Linked DNA regions of Mus musculus: region 1 is linked to region 2. The links are chromatin contacts, called in public Hi-C maps. All regions are on one chromosome and are shown on one strand. Each heading gives the region's core, a stretch centred on a gene start, on an enhancer-like site or on the middle of the called end of the contact. The rest is flanking DNA. Distances are from core to core; before and after follow the strand shown. Region 1 overlaps Pter (phosphotriesterase related). Region 2 holds the start of Pter (phosphotriesterase related).

What was found. Hi-C and Micro-C count contacts between places; a contact is called where the count stands out from the background.
Region 1: a contact with region 2 is called in a Hi-C map of the N1E-115 cell line, with 1.8 times the contacts expected there. The contact joins the enhancer-like site here to the promoter of Pter in region 2. A contact is called at or near these places in 2 of 39 promoter capture datasets (both in liver), 1 of 15 datasets of contacts at CTCF or cohesin (CD8 T cells), 9 of 484 Hi-C or Micro-C datasets (LSK cells, the N1E-115 cell line, Th1 cells and 6 more), 2 of 115 datasets of contacts at active chromatin or transcription factors (the SCID.adh cell line and embryonic stem cells) and 1 of 9 other capture datasets (adipose tissue).

Annotation. Positions count from the first base shown.
Region 1 is chr2:12,997,502-13,002,139 of GRCm38.p6, forward strand. Pter (phosphotriesterase related) reads left to right here. Exons shown (of 6, transcript NM_001305437.1): 6 at 3,356-4,638. The coding sequence ends at 3,566. It overlaps C1ql3 (C1q-like 3), which reads right to left. Exons shown (of 2, transcript NM_153155.2): 2 at 4,386-4,638. Among named protein-coding and RNA genes, the nearest start is that of C1ql3, 11 kb to the right of the region's middle. Within about 2 kb of position 2,695, at least 9 of the 459 cell types and tissues checked have an H3K27ac peak or open chromatin away from gene starts, as enhancers often do. A contact at or near this core is called in the N1E-115 cell line and rod photoreceptor, where this site is marked.
Region 2 is chr2:12,922,134-12,926,528 of GRCm38.p6, forward strand. Pter (phosphotriesterase related) reads left to right here and starts at 1,908. Exons shown (of 6, transcript NM_001305437.1): 1 at 1,908-2,065.

The DNA of each region.
Region 1 (4,638 bases), core at 1,445-3,944, 76 kb after region 2:
CTGTTGCTGATCCCAAAGCCTGCGGATTCAGCTACTCTAATTCGCCGACCCCACTTTCCAAGGTTGGCACTACATGTGGACCACTTTATGTGCCCACCTTTTCTATGTGGGTGTTGAAGATCTGAACATTTGCTCTTCGTGCATATGTAACAAGTGCTTTGCCTGCTGTGCCATCTCCTCAGACTCTGTGGCTTCTTATAGTTGATTTCATATCGTAATTTTAATTTCCACGGTCAGGAACACCGTTAGGACAGACAAACAGGTTTCTCTAAGGTCCTACCAATTTGTGCCACACCCATAGGTGAATCTTTTTTTGTCCACAGACTTGGATTTTAAAATACTGCGCTGTAGTAAGTCATCATCCTTCATTATCTCAAAACAAAACAAGCAAACGTGGTGCTAGAGCAATGGCAATGCAGGGTTCTGTTGGAAAGTGTTGGGTTTGGTTCCCAGCAAAATACACACACACACACACACACACACACACACACACACCAATTGTTTTTTCAAATAGATCTTCTATAAGTCTTTCATGATGAGTGTCCTCAGTATAATTTTAATTCAGTTTGGAGATGAGAGTTTCCACTCTGGAGCTCCCTTTAATTCCTGAAGCTGAGTGGGGGTGGGCCTTCTGCATCACTGTGCCTTCTGTGAGGCGACCAGGCCTTCTGGAACAGGAAAGGGGGCTGGTAAAGGGGGACATGGTGGTGGGAAAATGCCTGATGGCTTCCCAATTAATCCTTCTTAACTCCTTTGGGCTATTAATTTAAAAACAATAATTAGTTTTGGTTATTTCTCATTGAGCCAAATGTAAGCACTTTAAGTATTAAATATTGAATAATATGTATGTGTATGCATAAAAAAATATATGTATAGGCTGTAAGTATGCTTGTGTATTTCTTGCTTAGTTGTTCTTAAATCAATACCATGCATTTGTTCACTGTACCTAGCTAATGGTAACAACTGAATGGCTTTTGGGGTTGTGTGTGTGTGCCCAAGCCCCCCTCTCCCTGTGAGTTGAGCACTTGCTTTTCATTGTTCATCCATAGTCTTCTCACAGCTATGGGAGTCTGCAGTCTCCAAAATGCAGGAACATAGATACACGCTTCTGCCTACCTCTGGTTCTCAGCACCAGAAATTCTGTGTCTAACACCTGTTTTCAATCTTACGCTCCATTTCTCAAATCTTATTATATCTCTGCCTTTTTCACACTTTGGAGTCTCTCTCTAATATTTGTTTGCAAAACACGAACTCATTTGTAATGCTATAATTGCTATGATTTTTTTTGTCTTCTCGTCTGTAGTGGTTCCTCCCTTCTAGCAGCTTCTTTGTAACTCCCATTCTTCTGCATGATGCCATCCCCTGAGAACCCTTGGCATAGGCATGTCCAGGCACATTCCAATGGTCAGCATATGATTCTGTTTCTAAGTCATTTCTCTTCTCCTTTTCTGGGGTAGTGTTACAGTTTTGTAGGGTTCTTATTTTTAATTGCAACAATTTTATCCATCATACTCTCTCCTACAACTTCCCAACTTAAGACTATTGTGTGTCAAGGTGGAACAAAGGTATGTCACAGGAATTTGTCTGACCATATGTTATCACAGAAATGATGTATCAAAGTCCTCAGAGAAGCAACTACTCTACCACTGAGCTATGTCCTGAGCTTGAAGAGGAAATACCCCAGCTTTTCCTTTGTTATTTTGAAAACAATAACAACAACAAAAGAAGTCTGAAATAGCCCAGGGTGGTCCCCAAGTGGCTGGAGGCCAATGGTGAGCCTGGAGTCCCCCTTTGCTCCAGCTCCTCCAGTGTCAACCTCCGGAGTGGGATTGTGTGCCTCCACCACTTTTTCTTAGGCAGTGCTGGAGCTTGAGCCCAGTGCCTGTGGTACATTAAACCTGAGTGCTACCTTGTTTGCTGAGCTACATCTGCACTACAGTTCTCAGACAATAAGAGAAGATGTAAAACATTGAGAATGCTCAGGAAAATCAATCAGACAGCAAGAGCACCCCGAAAGCTGCCCTTCCTGAACATTCCATTCTGTTCATGTTATTCCGAGGTTCGGAATGGCACAGGTTTCCTATGAGGCTTTTCCCTTTGTATGGAAAATGATCATTAAACTCCCTTAGCTAACACCTGAAATATAGTTTGTTAGAAAGTAACTACAGACCAGGACTCCAGGACCAGTTTTAAGAAGCCAAATAATGGCATAAATGGTGTAAATAGGTGCCATACAGCTGTAAAACAGACATGGTATCCATGTGTGCCTGTGAACTCTGTTTCTTTACTGAGCACCCAAATTAGATCTTCTTTCTGGCACTTACATTCCTTTGACCTTTAAATCGGCCTAGTATTCAATTGTAACTTATTTTAAAGGTTCTCAGAGGGCAGATTTTCGTGCCTTGGATTTTTGTGTGTAGTGTCCCGTGAGTATCACAGTAGTTATTAAACAGGACTTGTGCCTGAGAATACCAAGAAATGCTCTATCTGTCTATTAAAACAGAAGACCTTTCAAATAGTCAGCTCCCAGAGACGAGCTTGATCCATCCACCTACATGCATGTGATACTCTTGATGCTCACGAGATTTTGTATATAAGCATCCCAAGGAAAAACCATCATTTGCAAGTTGTACCTCTGACATCAAAGGCCCACAGTGGTCAGGGACAGACACTGTCCAGAGTGCAGACATATACAGATGGTGGCTGTCAGGAGGTGACTCATGCTGCAGATTACAGCTCTTAACTAGGCAAAGAGGATTACATTTTTTTTTCAGCTAGGGAGCTGTCTTTTAGTTAACTGACTATAGATTTAAAGGAACAGCTTGCTATTTTAGCAGCCTTTTGACAAGGAAGACAAAGATCTTTTGGTCAGTTTCATCTAATGTTAAGGGACTACTACTAAGTCAAAATTCCTGCAGACTTCAGAGGAGCATATGGCTCGAATACAGAGAACTTTGCCAGACCATTTCCATTGACTGTATTTAGCACATACTCTGCACTTGGAAATCAGCTGACTTTACTCATCTGAAGATTCCTTTTGTTTCTATATTTTAATCACAAGTGCCCAGTGACTTGGGTTGGGGGGAGGGAGAATCAACATTGAGCCTACGATGAGCATTTTAGAGAGAGGAGACACTGTCAGAGATATGACTCGGTAGAAAGTTCTGTGTGCACAGAATGAGGATCTCATTCATATCAGGTTGAAGTAATGCCTCCTTGGTATTCACTTAGAATCCCCTGGTACTTATGCCACGGCGAAAGGCAGAACCTTTACAAGCACAGCATGTACAGGAGTGAAAGGTAACATCTCACATGTGAAACTATTGTTATGTAATGAGTTAATGTTTTTACACAGGGTCCATTTTCTAGTGGATGAGGGCTATGAAGATCGGATTCTCATGGCACATGACATACACACAAAGCATCGGTTGATGAAGTACGGAGGTCACGGCTACTCACACATCCTTACCAACATTGTTCCTAAGATGCTCCTTAGAGGTCTGACTGAGAGGGTGCTTGACAAGATACTCATAGAAAACCCTAAACAATGGCTGACTTTTAAATAGGATGGCTGTTCACGAACCCAGACCTGGAGGATACAATGAGCAGAGAATAGTTGGTGATTTCAAATCTACTGGAGACATTAATCCAGTCTACATAGAACTGGTGAATGGTCACTTCTCTCCTATGAGAAGCTGGATAACTACCACAGGGACATCTCTGGTGGGGGCCACAGGGCTCAAGTGAGTCCCATTGTCTTTCCTTAATAAAATAAATATTGATAAAAGAGCATGTTTCCAAACAGTAGTTTAAAACTATATCCCCTAAGAATCATTTTGGATGTCTTCCCCAACCCTGACTCTGTGATCTGCACTACTTGAGAAAAATGAAAGTGTTTCTAGCTAAGTTGCCCCTTCTGGAGCAACCTAATGTTTCTTGTAATATTGATGATCCTACTAATTATCCTGCTGTTCTTTAATTAATGCTTAATGAATAATATGGCATTTTAAAATCACTTTTGCAACAAGGGAAGTTAAATTTTGAGACATTTTTTCCCAAAGGAGACTGCAATAAAATTACCAATTCACAACAATAAAGAAATTTCGAAGGTTACCTATGTGTTTTCCACTTATTTATGTAAACAAAATATATCATTTTTTTTCTGACTTTGGCTTTCTGGTCTCCATTTTTACTGTTAACTATGTTGTGTTTTTGAAAATCTATCAAAGAACATATAACAATAGTGAATTATAAAAAATGCAATTATAAAAGTAAAAATATATTACATAATATAGTTTAATGAATCATTACAGTTATTATAACAAAGGCCACAATTTAATTAATTCATGTTATAATGCAAAGAAAAAGAGAAATGCTTGCCTTATATATAGTCCTTTTATTTCATGTACCTTTTATTTCTTTTTTTCTCCGGCCTAAACAGAGAAAATAATGCTTACTTATCTAAAGAAAAGGTCAGGTCTATTGGAAATGACAGTCTGTTTGTAAACACTACTCTTTAGAAGAGATCCAGCCATGAAGTTCTTTTCTAATAAAGCCTTTTCAAAATGTTAGTTAAAATGCTTAATTGATGAACACTGTTGTTTATAAGTTAATCCTTTGAATCCTCGTTATGTGATT
Region 2 (4,395 bases), core at 658-3,157:
GTCTATGGTCGCACTTTACTGAGGGGAGGGGTGTTTAAATATAAATAAATGGTTTACATATTAATTTGCGATTTCATGATTCCCTTAATGATAATGAAAGCTTATGGTCATTCTCCTTTCCTGCGATCTTTTTAAGGTGTAAAATGCCACAGAAGAAAGAGTCCGCATGTGAAATCTGAATGCTGCTCGGTGGGTTTAATGTGGGCGGTAGAGAACTTTATCATTTCCCTAAAGGAAAAAAACTGAAGTCCGTTTTTAACATGAACCTTGTGCATAATTTCATCCCTGGGAGAGTGGACTGCTAAAATACAGAACATAATAAGTAATGGACTCTTAGGCCTCTCCGTAACAACCATTGCCAGGCACACTTTTATACGGCTTCATGGTTACCGTGTGAGCAATGAACAGTGGTAGCCAGCCCTGAAATCACGCCAGAAGCCTCCCTCGACCCATCTATTCATTATATCATCCCAGTGTGAGCCCCACTCATGGGAACAATATTCAAGTCTCCCAGGACGCAAAGGCAAGACTTACTCATGGGAGGGCATTCTGCTCTTCCTAACTTCCACATTTATTCTCCCCCTCTCTTAGTTTGAGACCCTATGTTTATTCTAGGATTTACCTAGCTAAATTTTTCTCAATATCTGCCCCTTACTAACCCCCTTATCAAGGGCTTCTCCTACTGTAGCATTGCTTAAAAAGAGAAGTAATCGAGGAAAGAAAGAGAAGGGAACTGTGTAACTTTCCTTCTTTCTTTCCTTCTGACTTAAATAAAAGTATTTTCTGCCTTCCAATCAAAGCTCCCTAAGAAGATATGGTACCATGGTTGATATAAACTAAACTGCAGTTTAGTCCTGGCCTAGAACTTGAAGAGCCTTCTCTAAGTCTGTTTCCTTGTCTGTAATCAGAGAAAAACTGCCTGCAGACTGGCTTCGCAGATAAAGGTGATTTGCCCATCTGAATTCCATCCCAGAACCCATATAGTGAAAGAAATTCCGAGGAAAACCGTTTTCACCTACACACAATACAATGTAACAACCTTTAAACAAGTAAAACTCTATTTTTAAACGTTAAGCAGAAACAGGTTGGTTTCCAAGTGTAACAGAACTGCCTTCATAAGCCATTGATTCTTAGCTCTAAACCTGTCTTCCTTAGAAATGACTGCTCTAAGTTCTTCCTCTTCCTCGGATTTCAGATTAAAATGAAATGGGAGTTCAATGCAGACAGGTAAGACTTTGTATGGTGACAGCGGCTCCTAAGACCATGATTTGCAGACTAGTGCATATTGACTGAGCTTGGTTCAGTGATGCCAAGTAGTAGGGCTGCTTCATGTGGTCTAGTACAGCACTCAAGTTTTAAATGCAGCAAGCAGGTCCAGGAAAACGAAAAAAAAAAACCAAAACAAAACAATCAACAAAAGAGAGAAAGCCAGAATTCCCTGTGTTAATCATAGGGATACAAAACGCAGCATGACATCAAATTGGCAGTGCTTGTCTTGGAGGACACAGGAAAAAAAAATTACTCAAGGAGTCTGTAATTGAGACCTGGGCAAAATCCAGTAGCTTACTTTCTCCTTGGGGATTTCACATCAGCTGAGCCAAAGAGAAATGGGATAATTAGGATGTAGACTGGGTGGGCTCTTAACTCAGCCTCTGAGAGCAGTTTAGCTGCAAACTTCAGGCTTGCTCCTGAGTAGGGCCTCCAGCTGGTGGGAGTTCAGCCTGGACTTAAAATCCTCCCTGTCAGAGCAGAAACCTAATGGGCGGGGTTTCAGAGCTGGCGCGGGCTCACAGGGAGTGGTTTTAAATCTGAGTGGGAGTGACTTAGGGTCAGTGGGCGGGGAAAAGGCTAGTGGACATGCAAAGTGGGAGGATCGGAGGGAGGGGACGGCGGCAGGGTGAGGCGATGATGCGGTGGGGGTGGGGGTGGAAGAGAGAGACAACTTCCCAAAGGGAGGGGAAGCCGACCTAGCTCAAGTCAAGTTCCCAGGGGGAGAAGGCGGCGCACAGCGCGGAATGAAGGAAGCCCCGGAGCTGGTTAAGTAGCTGTGGACCTGGTAGGAAAGGTGAGGACTTAGGCCTGGAACTCAGGGCTTGTCCTGCAAGCAGCCACGTGGAGCGGCACCCTGGGAAAGGGGAAGCGGCCCTGCCACCTTTCTCTGGAGGTCCCGGAGTTGCAAAGACCATGGGGCCTGGCTTCAGGAGCCTTGGAGAACTGACTTGGGCTCAGAGGGCGCTGACCTTCCCCCAACCTCAGGTCTCCCAAAGTCTGATTTGAAAGCTCGAGGCCCTGAGCAGGTCCCGTGCTGTACTTGCTCGGTTCTGTCTGACTGCTGAACTCTAGGGACCTGTTGCAGTAGCTTTGCTCTCCCTACATGGGCTGAAATGGAAGGTGGAGGCATCTGTTCCCTGCTCCGGTTTCTTTAACAAACTTCAACAGCAGAATCCACTTTCTCCTGGATTGTTTACCTTCTTGTAGCTGTATTGCAACACTTAAATGTGACTCCTTAGATATCTGAGCAAAGTTTATACGCCCTGATTCTGAGTGGTGGCTGTAAAGATGCCTTAGATATAGTGATACCTGCCAGGGCAGACATCTTCAAATCTCCTCCGACATGGAGTGACTAACAAGCGTTTACTTTTTGTACTCAAGGATACTGCTTTCGTTGCGACAAAGAAAGAATGAGTGGTCCCGGGGACTAGACAACCACTTGGACCATTCCATTTTAGTTTACATAGACAGAAGGGATGGATGGATGTCCAACAGTATCCTTGAGGCCTGGTGCCATTCTATAAATAATGAATTCACGCCAAAAAAAAAAAAAAAAGAAAGAAAAGAAAAAGGAAAGGGAAGAAGAGAGGAGACAAGGAGGGAGAGGGGGAAAGAGAGAGAGAAAGAGAGAGAATCGCAGTGCGCACCGAAAAGAAAAAGATCAGACTATTTCTGACTATCAATCAGTCAGATGACAATTTTCAAAAGGATAATTTGAACACCAGATTCTGCTAGTGTGTCTTTATGAAATTATGATTTTATTTATGGAGGCTGGATGTTACTTTAAAATTATCAAAGTAACTGAAACATAGTATATGTAGTTTTGGAGTCAAAGAGGAAACAGATTTTATTTCTGTTCCTGGTTCCTGAATCCTAGGGATGTCCAAGTACTTATTTTTTGAAATTTACCTAAACTCTAAAGTCTAATTAATTACACAGCCTTGCCAGATAGCTTCATGGTATGGATGAGCAAAATCCTATACAGAATGTTCAAGCAATACAGCTGGAAGGTGTTAGGAGGAGTGGTTTTTGTTTTGTTTTGTTTTGTTTTTCCTGACTCCAAAGCCTGTCCTCTTATCTCTTAGACTATCTCCACCTTGAATATTATTGGCAGGTCCTCCCTCCAATGTATATATCATGAATTGGGCTACAATATAAGAATCATCTCTGGCTTGGTACACCAATGCCAGCTACTCAGGAGGCTAAGGAGGGAGAATTTCAAGTCCCAAGCCAGATTGGGCTACAGAGTAAGACCCTGTGCTGTACTGGCCTAGCATGCATAAAGCCCAGTGTGCAACCCCAACAATAAAAGAATAAAATAATCTTATTTTAAAGAGAAAGGAAATGGCTGCTGATTGGAAGAACTTGGACCTATGAGGCCTCTCTCTGGTTCCAGTTCTGTAGTCACAGAGCTCTGTACACATTGCTTATCTTTCCTAGGTACATAGACGTTCATTGATCTCCAAGTTGTTACTCAACCTAATACTCTATGGATTTATGAAAATAAGATACTGCTTTTAGTTAATGGTGTTTTGGTCACATCTGGTGTTGAAATTACAAGGTGGCCAGAAAGGGTTACTTTATTCAATCAATAAATATGTATTCTGTGCCTGAGTGCTCCTGGGGATTGTAATGAGAGCAAGAGAAATAAAGGCAGCAGACTCTTGAGTTTATATTCTGTTTGGGAGTGAAGGAGCCACCAAATAAATGTACATATTAATATCAGATTAAATTAGTGTGCAGCTCCAACCTGTAAGTCAGGGGCTGTGATGGGTAAGAGCAGAGTGTGCGCTTTAGGTTTGGTGATGGAATGGTCTCACCAATTCAGATTCAGATGTAGGAAGATCAGAAGGACTTAGAGATGTCCCTTTTACTGGGACCGACTAGGGCAGGAAAAGCATGAGCAAATCTGAGGGATTCTAGGAACTTCTGGAAGGTTTCAGCGTCTGACTCAAAATGAAGTTGGAGATTCGAGTGGGAGCAGGTTAGGTAGGGATTTGTGCCATTCGGAAAGGACTGTATATTTCAGTGTTCATCATGGCACAGAGGAGTGACATGAAGGTGGGTATGTTGAAGAAAAAGCAGAAGCTGAGGGTGGCTCAGGTGATGTCAGTGGTGGTGGAG